Regions from separate parts of the Columba livia genome. Here region 2 is linked to region 1. Evidence: chromatin contacts called from public Hi-C data. All regions are on one chromosome and are shown on one strand. Each heading gives the region's core, a stretch centred on a gene start, on an enhancer-like site or on the middle of the called end of the contact. The rest is flanking DNA. Distances are from core to core; before and after follow the strand shown. Region 1 overlaps FOXO1 (forkhead box O1). Region 2 holds the start of FOXO1 (forkhead box O1).

The links. Hi-C and Micro-C count contacts between places; a contact is called where the count stands out from the background.
Region 2: a contact with region 1 is called in a Hi-C map of crop, with 1.6 times the contacts expected there. The contact joins the promoter of FOXO1 here to the enhancer-like site in region 1. A contact is called at or near these places in 2 of 2 Hi-C or Micro-C datasets (crop and liver).

What each region holds. Positions count from the first base shown.
Region 1 is chr1:29,376,900-29,382,759 of bColLiv1.pat.W.v2, reverse strand. It overlaps FOXO1 (forkhead box O1), which reads left to right. Exons shown (of 3, transcript XM_065052524.1): 2 at 5,303-5,860. Among named protein-coding and RNA genes, the nearest start is that of FOXO1, 58 kb to the left of the region's middle. Within about 2 kb of position 2,834, at least 1 of the 3 cell types and tissues checked has an H3K27ac peak away from gene starts, as active enhancers do.
Region 2 is chr1:29,434,308-29,440,167 of bColLiv1.pat.W.v2, reverse strand. FOXO1 (forkhead box O1) reads left to right here and starts at 2,137. Exons shown (of 3, transcript XM_065052524.1): 1 at 2,137-3,000. The coding sequence starts at 2,401.

The sequences.
Region 1 (5,860 bases), core at 1,585-4,084:
GCAAACGTGATGGGATGGTTGGAAACCACAGCAAAGTGGGTACAAGCAGTGTAACTTCCCAGCAGACCTGCTCATTTGGCTGAGTGTGGTCTAGCTCAGCTTTGGACAAATGCTCCGTGGTGCCACTTCCCATGGTTATCCCCGGCTGCTGCCATCTGGCTGCTAATGCTGAAGGAACCCTGGACAAGTGTGGTGGTGGACTTCTTGTCCTTTGCCTACTTTCCTAGGAGGTTTTTTTTTTTTTCATAACTTGTTTTTAGAATGGTGCTTGCCACTAAGGCTCCAAGAGAATGTTGATTTGAACATCTGGACCCGCTGTAGAGTCCCCATACACAGACCTTGAAAGGCAGATCTGATGTCCTCTTTAACAGCATATGGGAATCTTAGGGTCTTTCCTTCTCTGCTGCAAAGCTTTTGCTTTGATGCTCTCTCCACAGAGGGACTATGCTAGTTCTTTGTCCTCCTGTAAGCTGTCAGTAATGTGACGTGCTAACATGCCTGGTGCCAGCCACCAGTGATGATGGCAGACGCCTCTCAGCAGTGATGTTACCTGGTGGGTCTCTGAACTTCTACCAGTAATTGACCCTGATTTTCTTGCCAGGCGTGTTCCTATTGCAGTTATCTTAGAGGGTCATGGCAAAAGTGGTCTTGAGTGTCATATTCCCTGAAAGTTTCTCTCCAGCTTCTCAATCCGTTTCAGACTTTGTTTGGAGAGATCTGAGAACAGCAGTCTAATACTGTTCCCCAATCTGTATTTGCAGCTGATGGTAGTGCAAGATGACTAGCAACATGTGTAAACTGTCCTCCTGGATGAGGTGTAGGAAGCAATGGACTGCTGAGAAGTCCTCTGAAAGAAAAATTGGTAGGCACTCATTAGACTGTTAACTTTAATAGCAATGTTGATCTGTGTATGGTGGGAGCAGTCTTGCTTTAATGGCCTCCCTCTTTGTTAGGGCTGCATTCACCTCCAGAGGCAAACTCCTTCTGCCATAGTTACTGGTGAATCTCTTTTCTGAGATACCATGGCAGGCTTTACTGCGATACCACCAGCATATGCACCTTGAGAGCAAATCTGCTTGTTTTTGTAAAATGTATCGACTGTTGCATCCATTCCTTGCTCTCCCTTTTGCTGGCTACCACAGCACTGTGGTTGTTGAACAGGTGCGTGAGAGGGTATGAGGGTGGGAGACACCATGGGCACTCACAGGTGTTTTTCCAAGGTTTGAGTCTTGCAGCTCCCTGGATACCCACAGATCCAGTTAGATTCCAGTTGGAAAGTTTCGCAGTGGGATTAAACAGAAGCTCTGCAGCAGGAGTTCTGCTCAGCTTCCCTCTCCCTTGCGTGCTCCAGGGACCGGGGTGAGGGAGCACGACTCTATGGTCTCTCTTCAGTGAGAACAGGCCTAAAATGTCATCAGATTTAACAAAGCAACTGTGTTTTGGGGTGTTTGTCTTTTTGTAAAACATGAAAACAATTTACTGAAAAAATAATTAAATACTTCAAGTTTAATTGTAATAGTGGTATGATTTTTTTCATCAATTAGTCAAGTTAAGTTGCATGTTTTAGTGTATCGCTTGGGTTTAAATACAGTATTAGATATCAGCAGAGCTACTTGCACACAGGGATTAAATGACTGAGACATTGATTTCTTTAATTGTTTAAAAGTATAAAGCAGTTTGAGTTTTTTTGTTGCTTACAAGATCAGCAAGCAGGGCATTCTTGCAGCAGTGCGGTTCAGCTGTAGCAAATGTTGGAAATGCAGCTGAATTATATAAATATGTAGGTTCAAATGAATAGTTTTCTTGGCTTCACGTGTTTCGCTAGCTAGCATGTGCTCGTCACATTGCATTTAGCAGATACTGATTTTGCATATTTTGGCTCTTAAATCAGCGAGTAGCGACAAGCATAGCCACAATTCCCGGTCTGTATGCTGAAGCAGGGCATGAAGTCAGACCAAACAGGAGCGGAGGCTTCTCTGCACTTTATCTCAGGGGCGGAAACTCAATCCCAGGAAACACCCCACAGGTGGCAGCAGCCCTGCTGCCGACCTGGCAACGTTTGGGTAAAACTCCAGTGGGAATGCTCTCAGAGTGACCTGGCAAGCGTCGCCATAGCATGGAAACCTGCTTCAAAACGCGGCTACTTGCTTTTTGCGTCATTCAGGCCAGGTTTTGGGAGGCTTTGCTCCGAAGTCCGGCCGAAAGCCATGGCTGGAGACATCTCGCAGCTGACAGCCGCGCTGCCAAGATCCTCTGCTGAAACTATACTTTTTTATCAGGTCATGTTTGTGTCTGGCAAGGATTTGTAGACACAACATCATTAACAGCAGTGCATATTTTCACAAGATTTACCTCTTCAACACTTTTTCCAAGTTAGTAAATCATAGCTTCTTTAATGTCCTGCTGGCTGCGTGAAAAACAGGAATTTATGTAACAAGCTCTGGGCCGCAAACCTTTTCCTGTTAGGAAAATTTTTTTTTCATTGCTGGCAGAGTTAGGAGACAGCTCTGTTACTCAGAGAGTGACCTCAGATGGCCTCAGTACAATAATACCAAATTATAACATTTTTGATGACTAAGGAATAGCAGTGATTTCTTAAATATTTAACACTTCTGTTGCAGGAAGGGGGAACTGAGCCTTAGCACGGTATTCTCTCTGCCTGATGTTTTGTGTGTTTGATATGCCTATTTTGATAGAAAACAGTAAGCCTGAGCCAACTGGGTATGTTTACAAAATACAGTAAAAAAAAAAAAATGAACTGGTGCAGGAGGCTTTCTAATCAACAGACGTGCAGAACAACTTTCTTGTGACATTTCTAGAGCTGGAGTTGTGTCAGCTGAGGATTCAGCTGTGGCGCTCGAATGAAAACAATGGGCTGTGCCAGGCTGGCCTCATGAAGCTTCTTGGTTATCCCTTGTGTCCACGGGCAAGTCCAAAGATGGATTTTTGGGCTTACCCTCCCAATGCGTTAGCTGTACCTGCTGAAAATAAAATTTCAAGGCCTTCCCTAACACCCTGTAGCTAGATAGAGGATGAGATTTTGATTGTGGCTTTACCTGCAGTGAAGAGATACACTCTTACGTTAACTAGTTAATATGAGAAAGAATGTCTTTCTTTCAGAACTGAGTAAAGAAATGCTCGAATTGTCGCTAGTATTTCTTTAACTGGGATAATTTGTTAAAAATGGTTCTTTGGAGGGGAAGGAGAAGGTGGAAAGGCTTCTGAGGTGAGGCACGTGGTTTGACTCTGTGCTATGCTGGTTGAACAGTGAGCGGTCATGAGGCCATGTTTTGCCGTCTTCTAACGTCAAAGAGCACCACATGTCCCTGTTTGGGGTGAAGCTGCACTCGTTGGGGGGATAATCTCAGGACCCTGCTGTCTGTAAGGACTACAGGACTTTAACATCTCCTTGATACCCTCATCTGCTGAAGGTCTCCTCTTTGACCCCAAGAATAACCAAGTATTTCTGTGCATCTCTGCAGGTGGCCAGGCCTGCTTTGGCCATTGGCTTTCCGTGGTCCACAATGTGTCGTGGCCCTTGCAGGGAATTTGAGCCAGCTCCTATGAGTTGACTGTTTTCACCTGGCATGCCCCCTTATAGTCTTTGCTCCTTTTCTTCTGTCAGCAGGATGTATAGGCAATGGGGAAAGATGTGCATCTTTGAGAAAGCAGATGTATGCAGGAAGACAGGTAGAGAAGGTGAAGGAAGACATTTGTAGAGATTCTGGTGTCACAGGCAGCACTCAGGGTTGGGAAATACAGCAAAAGCAGTCAGAGACCAGTGCAGTGGCTGTGTTGCTCGTCCTCTGGTTTGCCTCACAAAACGTGCAAAGCTCCATTGTCCTCTTGGTTTGGTGCCGTGGTGGTCCTTGGGGGTCAGGTTAAAAACTTAAAGAAGGTAGATGGGAGGAACAAGATAGGAAAACAATAAAGACAGAACGGGGCTTTTGTACATCCGGCAGCCATATACTGTTTTGAGACAATTGTCCTACTGGCCTGCTGGTCAAGACCAGCCTTACTACTGCTTTCTAGAAACAGTCTTTCTACTTTTGCTCCCTGAAATTTTTCTTTAGACAACCTGCTAAAAATGACTATGAATGGAAGGCAGCTGCTGCATCAGTGATTTACCTGCCATCGAGGTCTAATTTCTGGTTTACCCATTTAATATGTTGTTTTGTGGTTCCCTCCTACTTGTGTGTGAATTGCAGTCCTAGCACAGACTATGGGTCCTAATGTAGTTTGTGCTACTGTCCCACCCTCTTACCAATGTCTATGCATCTATGGCTGGTTATTTCAGCACTCTTTGAACTTGTGGCCTTTTAGCAATAATGTAAAAATATAGGACAGCTTTTCTGTTGATATAATGTTCTTTACATGCACTCAGCAGAAAATTACACAAGGAAAAAAAATGTTTATCTACAGCTTGGTAATGTGAAGGGTAGACACTTGTTAACAGGTCAACCTGGGGGCTTAGGCTTTGGATTTTTGGATATTTTTTTTCTCTCTCTCTTGTTCGTTTGTTTGTTTATATTTAAGAACAAAACATGAAACATTACTTGTGGCCAAGGAGGTAATGAAGAGCTTCAGTACCTCTGGTCAGTCTTGGCTCAAGATAGCTTGTGCTCTCAGGTATTAGAAGAGTCCATTTTGTATATTAAAATATTGGTTTTGAAAGACAAAGATGATTTTATGACTGAGGGTTTAAATGCAATTTTTTCTATGCTGTTTGCCTTTCTCCCTTGTGATTTCTTAGGCAATTTGTGGTGTTTATTTATAAAAATTAGAACTTAATCCTCAAGTGGCTTTCTGTATGTGTTTTCTCACACAACACAAGTAATATAAACCTCACTAATGCTGTGTGGCAACACTCACAGGCTGGCATATTTGCAGGGTTTAGGGATGTGCATGATGAGGTGCAATTATAAGGACCATACAATAGGATCTAGCATTCCTGTGAATCTGATAATGAGATCATCATTCATCATTTTGGTCTTCTGGTATATTTTGTCTCTTTTATGAGGAATTTGTATTTCAAACCAGCTCCTTCAGTATTTTATTTGACTTTTTATAATATCAGATATGATTGGGCCATATGACAGAGAAACTGATGTGGCAACTCTTTGCTAACTTGTTTCATCCAATTCTGGATGGTGAGCTGACAAAAGATGTTTCCATACTGGCATGTTTTCTCATTTCATGATGACGCCATGCTTTCTAACAAAAATGTTTGCAAAGACGAATATTAGTATGCCACAAAACAAGCACGTTTTCTCCATTTCTTACACCTTATTTTATTTTTCAGAATTCAATCCGTCACAACCTGTCTCTGCACAGCAAGTTCATCAGAGTGCAGAATGAGGGAACAGGGAAGAGTTCCTGGTGGATGCTCAATCCTGAAGGAGGAAAAAGTGGCAAATCTCCTAGGAGGCGAGCGGCATCCATGGATAACAACAGCAAGTTTGCCAAAAGCAGAGGCAGAGCTGCCAAGAAAAAAGCATCCCTTCAGTCTGGTCAAGAGGGAAATGGTGACAGCCCCGGATCGCAGTTCTCAAAGTGGCCTGCAAGCCCCAGCTCTCACAGTAACGATGACTTTGATAACTGGAGTACATTTCGACCTAGAACTAGCTCTAACGCTAGTACGATCAGTGGAAGACTTTCTCCTATTTTGCCAGAGCAAGACGATCTTGGAGATGGGGATGTGCACTCCATGGTATACCCATCATCAGCCACCAAAATGACTTCTACTCTACCCAGCCTTTCAGAGATGAGTAATTCTGAAAACATGGAAAATCTTTTGGATAACCTTAATCTCCTGTCACCGAATACATCAATGACTGTGTCAACCCAGTCTTCATCTGCT
Region 2 (5,860 bases), core at 888-3,387, 58 kb before region 1:
GGAAAGCTATCTTTTTTTAACATTTGCGTATACCAATAGAGGTCAGGGAATAACATCTCTACTTTTGACAAAATGTAAAAGCAAGGAGTGCAAGATTTAACAAAAAATCCTTAGAAGAAAGCCTGGGTAATAAATCCATTTCCATTAGCAGGATAGGTGCCAGTCTGCCTCTTTTTCTTTTTTATTCAGACGCCAAGGAAAGAGAAAGAAAATGTTTCAGTGTTCTTGGGCACTTCTTTTGTTTTGGCTCCCATTTAAGCATGTTCATTCGCCACGCAGCCCTGGCTGCTTCTCACCATTATATAATCTCTGCTTCTCCAAGGCAGGGTGCTCTCCCTTACTGCAGGGCAACTACTGTAGCTGAGTTGTGTAACGCTGCCGGATAAAACCGTTCCAAGCTGAAACGTGGCATGCAAGTTATTAGGTTGAACTGGGACTATTTTTTTTTTAACTGAAAAAAAGCACTTTTGTAAAACGCGTGGGCTAAACGATATAGATTTGTGGGCTGAATCATTTGCAGGATTTGGAAAACACAGAAATGACTTCAAGGCAAAGCAAGTCTGAAATTTGACAAGCAGCCAACCTATAATAAGGTATAACACCTTTGGCATTCAGGAAAATAAACATGACAAAACCAATGCTTTAAAATTTGATAAGTTACTATGCACTTATGCATATGTTGCACTAGCTATGCAGTTAGGTGTCATCACATATCTTTAAAAGTATTTTCATAATAGACAGTATGCGTATGTAGATGTATGATCTGTCGGTAAATTATATGCTGTGGGCCTAAATCCAGTCTTGTACTCTCCTTCATTATTGTTACTCATTTTCAGAAAATATCTTCATAGGAACAACAAGCCACATTTAAATACCATTAACGCTCTCTGCCTTGATGCAGAGAGTGAGGGAAGAGTAACGGGTTTGCCATCTCAATGGTGACAGTTACCCTGCTCCAGTGGTTCTTTGACAGACAACATCAAATGGCATGCCTGGTTGTGAATTTTGTGACTTACTAACCCATGTCTGAAGTACGTTTTTTAAAAGCACTCCTATTGAAAATGAAATAGGTTTTCTAAAAAGTAGGGTTTGACAGTTTGAGCAAGGTGTTGAGTTGTGGCTCATCCCCGGGATAGTTTCCGTAGCTTAAGCAAATGTATTCCTTTTAATTTTAAACAGAATAATGCTTCTGTGTTGCCTTGACCATATATCTATGCATGTTTATGAGCTCCGGAGGCAGAGGTGGCATGTCCTGTAACTGCTGCCTCTTTGGAAGAGAGGACTACAAGCCTTAGTAAACTGTGTGGTTTTGGGGTTTGCCGGGAAATTATCTGTTTGATAGTTGACTCGAAATTATCCTGTGCTCCCGTGCCTGCCCACGGCATAAAACTCCAGCTCACAGTATGAAAACACGCTCAGTCGAGGGGGAGGTTTATCACTTCGGGAGGCGCAGACATTTTCTGGCGAGGAGCCGGTCAGGGAGGGAAGGAGAGAGGGAGGCAGGGCAGCTGTCCCAGCCCCCGGTCCCGTCCCCCGGCGCGGGAGCTGTCCGGACTCCCACCGGGCGGGCGGAAGGGCGGCAGCAGCGCTCCGCACGGAGCCACCGCCGCTGGGCTGCTGCTGGGAGCGGGGAGCCGCCCGGACCCCCGTGCAACCCCAGCCGCGCCGCTGCAGCCGCGGGATGTCTCCGGGCCCCCGTCGGTCCCCAGGAGCGACGATCACCGCGGCCGTCGGTGCGAGCGGCAGTACCCTGCCGGCAGCAACCAAGGCAGAAACACTTGCGGGGGCACTTTCCGTGGCGATCCTCCGCAGCTCGCCGTGCGAGCAGAGTTGTTATTTCTTTCGCAGCCCGCGGCCGAAGGGCACTCCCTCCCCGGCGGGGCAAGTGAGCTCCGGCACCACCCGCGCAGCCCCTCGTCGGCGCCGAGCCCGGGGCTGCGGGGGGGTACTGCGGGCTGCCCGCCGCTTCTCACCCACCTCCGCCGCCGGAAAACAAAAACCACCCAGTAACAGCACGGGGGGACCGGCACCCTCCTGCCAAACCGGCCCCGCGGCGGGAGGCGGGCGGGCGGAGCGGCGCTGCCATTGGCGCGGTGCTGGCCGTCCCTCCCCCCCGGGAGGAGAAGGAGGAGGAAGGCTGGAGGCGGGCCCGCGTGGGGCGGTCGCTCCAGTCGGTGCGCGCCGGGCGGCCGTGTCGCTGCTGTTGCTGCTGCCGCCGAGGTTAGGGAGCCGGGAACCGGAGAGGGGCTGGGCGGCTGGGCCGGAGCCGCGAGGCGAGTTGGCGGCCGCGCCGTCGGGGTTGCGCCCGTCCGCGCTCGGAGCCTGCATGGGGCGGCGGCGCTGAGTCCAGCCGCCCCGCTGCTGCAGCCGCTGCCGCCGCGCTCCCGCCCCGGCCCCACCATGGCCGAGGCACCGCAGCTGGTGGACATCGACCCCGACTTCGAGCCGCTGCCGCGGCCCCGCTCCTGCACCTGGCCCCTGCCGCGGCCGGAGTTCAATCCCTCCAGCTCGGCCACCTCCAGCCCGGCGCCGTCGTGCGGCGGGCAGCCCGACGGGGCGGCCGGGGCCGCGGCCGGGGCTGCCGCCTCGGGAGGGCTCAGCGCCGACTTCATCAGCAACCTCAGCCTGCTAGAGGAGAGCGAGGACTTCGCGCCGCTGCCCCCCGCCGCCGTTCCCCCGGAGGCGACCGCTTGCCGGTGTGGGGACTTCTCGGCGCCCGAGGCAGGCTGCCGCCTCCACCCGCCGGGGCCGCCGCCGGTGCCGCCAGTGCCGCCTCCCGTGGCGGGTCTGTCGCCGGGCCCCGTGGCCGGGCAGCCCCGCAAAAGCAGCTCATCGCGCCGTAACGCCTGGGGCAACCTGTCCTACGCGGACCTCATCACCAAGGCCATCGAGAGCTCCCCCGAGAAGCGGCTCACCCTCTCCCAGATCTATGAGTGGATGGTCAAGAGTGTCCCCTACTTCAAGGATAAAGGCGACAGCAACAGCTCGGCTGGCTGGAAGGTGAGGGGCGGGCGGCGGGCGATTCCCCGTCGGAAGGGGGTCCCGGGAAGCTCCGTCGCGGAGCTGCGGGCGCCGTGTTCGGCGCTGCACACGCTGCCGCCCGGGCAGGGAGCTGCGGCGCTGCGAACGGCGGGTCACGCCGCCCTCGCCTGGGCTTCTCGCTACCCGCCGCGGAGTTTGCAGCGCTCCGGTTCAATGTCTCTTTCTTACCCTTAAAATTTTACTTTTTACTTTTTTTTTTTTTTTTTTTTCCCTTAGCTTTCCTAAGGGAGAAATCCGAAGGCGAAAAAGCATTTTCGCTCTCTCCCCGCGGGGCGCAGGAGGGGCTGGGGCCGCCCCCCCCGCTTGCCTCTCTCCGCCTCCCCCCCACTCCCCGCCCTGCCCCGCCGAAAGCAAAAGTTCACGCCGTGTCACGGCGCCGTCCGCGGGCAAACCTGGCGAGTGCGCCGCCGCCTCCGGCTGCACCGGGGCGACCGGCCAGGGCTGGGGTTCAACACCCGTGTCGTGGGGGTGGCCGTCGGGCGCTGCGGAGGCACTGCCGCGTCCCCTGGGGCTGCCCGGCCCGGTGCGGGGGGGGGGTGCCGTGCCGCCAGCCGTGCCGGCGCGGCAGCGTTTGCCGTCGGGCGGCTAGGAGGGGACAGAAGCAAACAGGGATGGGGAAAGAGCGGAGGCAGGACAAGGGTTGCAAAAATACCGTGTGTTTAATGAGTAAGCGGCCGTATTTGTCTTGATGGCTCTGTTAAACTTGGTTGAGGGAGAGTTTTTTCTCCTGTTAAATAGTGGGACAGAGTTTCCTCCTGCAGTGCGGTCTCTGTAGCCGTAGCAGTAACCTGTTGGTGACAGGGATTTGTGCTCAGCCTTGCACAGGCTGGAACTGAGCGGCCAGTGATGCTCAAAGCCAGGCTGTAGGGCCAGGGACCAGAGCACTGCCCTGACCCCGGTTCCCCACCCCCCACTCACCAGGTCCCGGGGGGACCGCAGGCACCTCGGGTGGCCCTGAGCCTGGCATCACTTCGCTTGGGGCTGTGTGGCCACGCTAGCCCTCGTGACAGTGGCTGCGCTGGGACTGTCGTCCCCTCCAGCTGTGGGTGACGCTTAACGCTGCTGTGAACAAATCCTCTTCCTCTGAGACCTCCCTTGAGAAAGTGTCACCCACCTGTGCCCCTGCGTGCAGCAGAGGCAGAGCACATAGTTTTGTGGCACTGTTGCGTGACAGTGTTGTCAGAATAAGCTTTAGCTATCTATGTAAAGGCAGAGCCTCCTCCGCCCTGCGAGGGATTAAATGATGCCAGTAAATGTGCGAAGTGCACGCACCTAGCATGGTATCAGTGCATCCTGGTATGTTCCCGACTTAGGTCCAGGCAGGGCCAACCAACTGCAGTGCTGTAGCAGAACTGTTTGTCTTCCAGTTTTACTTCACTTTATAGCATCTGTAATATTTCCCTTTAAAAAAAAAAATTCGACTCTCATTCTCTGTTTATGTATTTTTAATTGCATAGCTAGGAAGGTTGTCACATCAGAGTTTTGTAAATATATATATATATATATATTTTATTTAGAGGCAAGCAGCATCCTGCTAAGGAAATGTGGATTAATCTTAAACTCATTTTTAGCTGAAGGCTTTTAAGGCTTTTAAAAGTAATTCGCTAGTTTCTGTTGATGTGATTGACTAAAAAATGACTGATAGTGGACAACTTTTACATAAGATACCTTGTCACTTGAAAATACATTTTTTTTTTTCTTTCTTTCCCCTCCTCTCTCCCCAGTTGTAATTTAGTCTCCTGGATAAATGCAAAATACATCAAGAGCCTTTTCAGAATAAGTAGAAGAGAACTAAAAACTAAACAAACCAAAATAAAATCGAAGAACTCCCAGATTCAAGCGTGCAAATAAGAAACTGCTAGCTGTGTAACCTATTGTTTCCTATTTTACTGCTGCTCTTCCTGTGGTGTTTCAGTAAATAAGAAGTCTTACATTCCTCTTTCTGATAGATTGAGCCCTTCCTATGCCTTCCATACCTTCGCTATGACAGGGACAGCAGTATGTTTTTTGGCTGTGGTACCCTCTGGTGGGGTGCAGTACTTACCCTGCCACTGCTGGCAAGTAAATACACATGTACTCTGTTACCCTGATTAAATAGTTACTGTGTTCTGCATTGGACACATGTTGCCCTAATCCCTTCCTTTGGCTCAGCCCCTGCCAGGCTGCTCAGAAAGTTACGCGCTTGCAGGTTTTACCACTTTAGCCAGGTACCTGCAACGTTGCTTTAACACATTTTCAAGTTTAGTTGCTGGCAGCCACTGGGCGTTAATGCTATAGCTGATTTGGCTGAGACATGCAGCCCGTTTGCCTCGTTTATCACCATTTATCCACAGCTCAACCTGAGTAAGGATTATTTTTATTTTTTGGCTTGAGTGCTCTTGGTTTGCTTGTGTTCGGGGGGCCGGGGACCCGCAGTAGGTGTGGGCGCAGGGCTGGGAGCGAAGCCCGAGTCATGCGGGGGCCCAGCAGAGGAGGAGCATCGCTCCGGCTGTGGGCACAGATGAGCACGGATGAGCGGCAGACTTTTCTGCTGACAGAGGGAGCGCGGGTTCGCCCTAGAGCCTGACACTGACTTAGGGCCTGCAGTACGTTTTGTGCGGGTGTTTCACAGTCTGAGAAAGAGAGGATGGGTTTTCGCCCTCCCCTCCTCCTTAAATAAAGCTTGAGGACAGTTCATCTTGTTGGAGTTTGCATATTTTAAGTGCAATAGGGCAGCTTTCAAATTATACGCAACAACGAAATGCAAAAGAAATCAAAATGAATGCGCATTTTCTGCACAGGGGCAAGGCTGTGTTTCTCACCTGAAGATGAGGGCTCT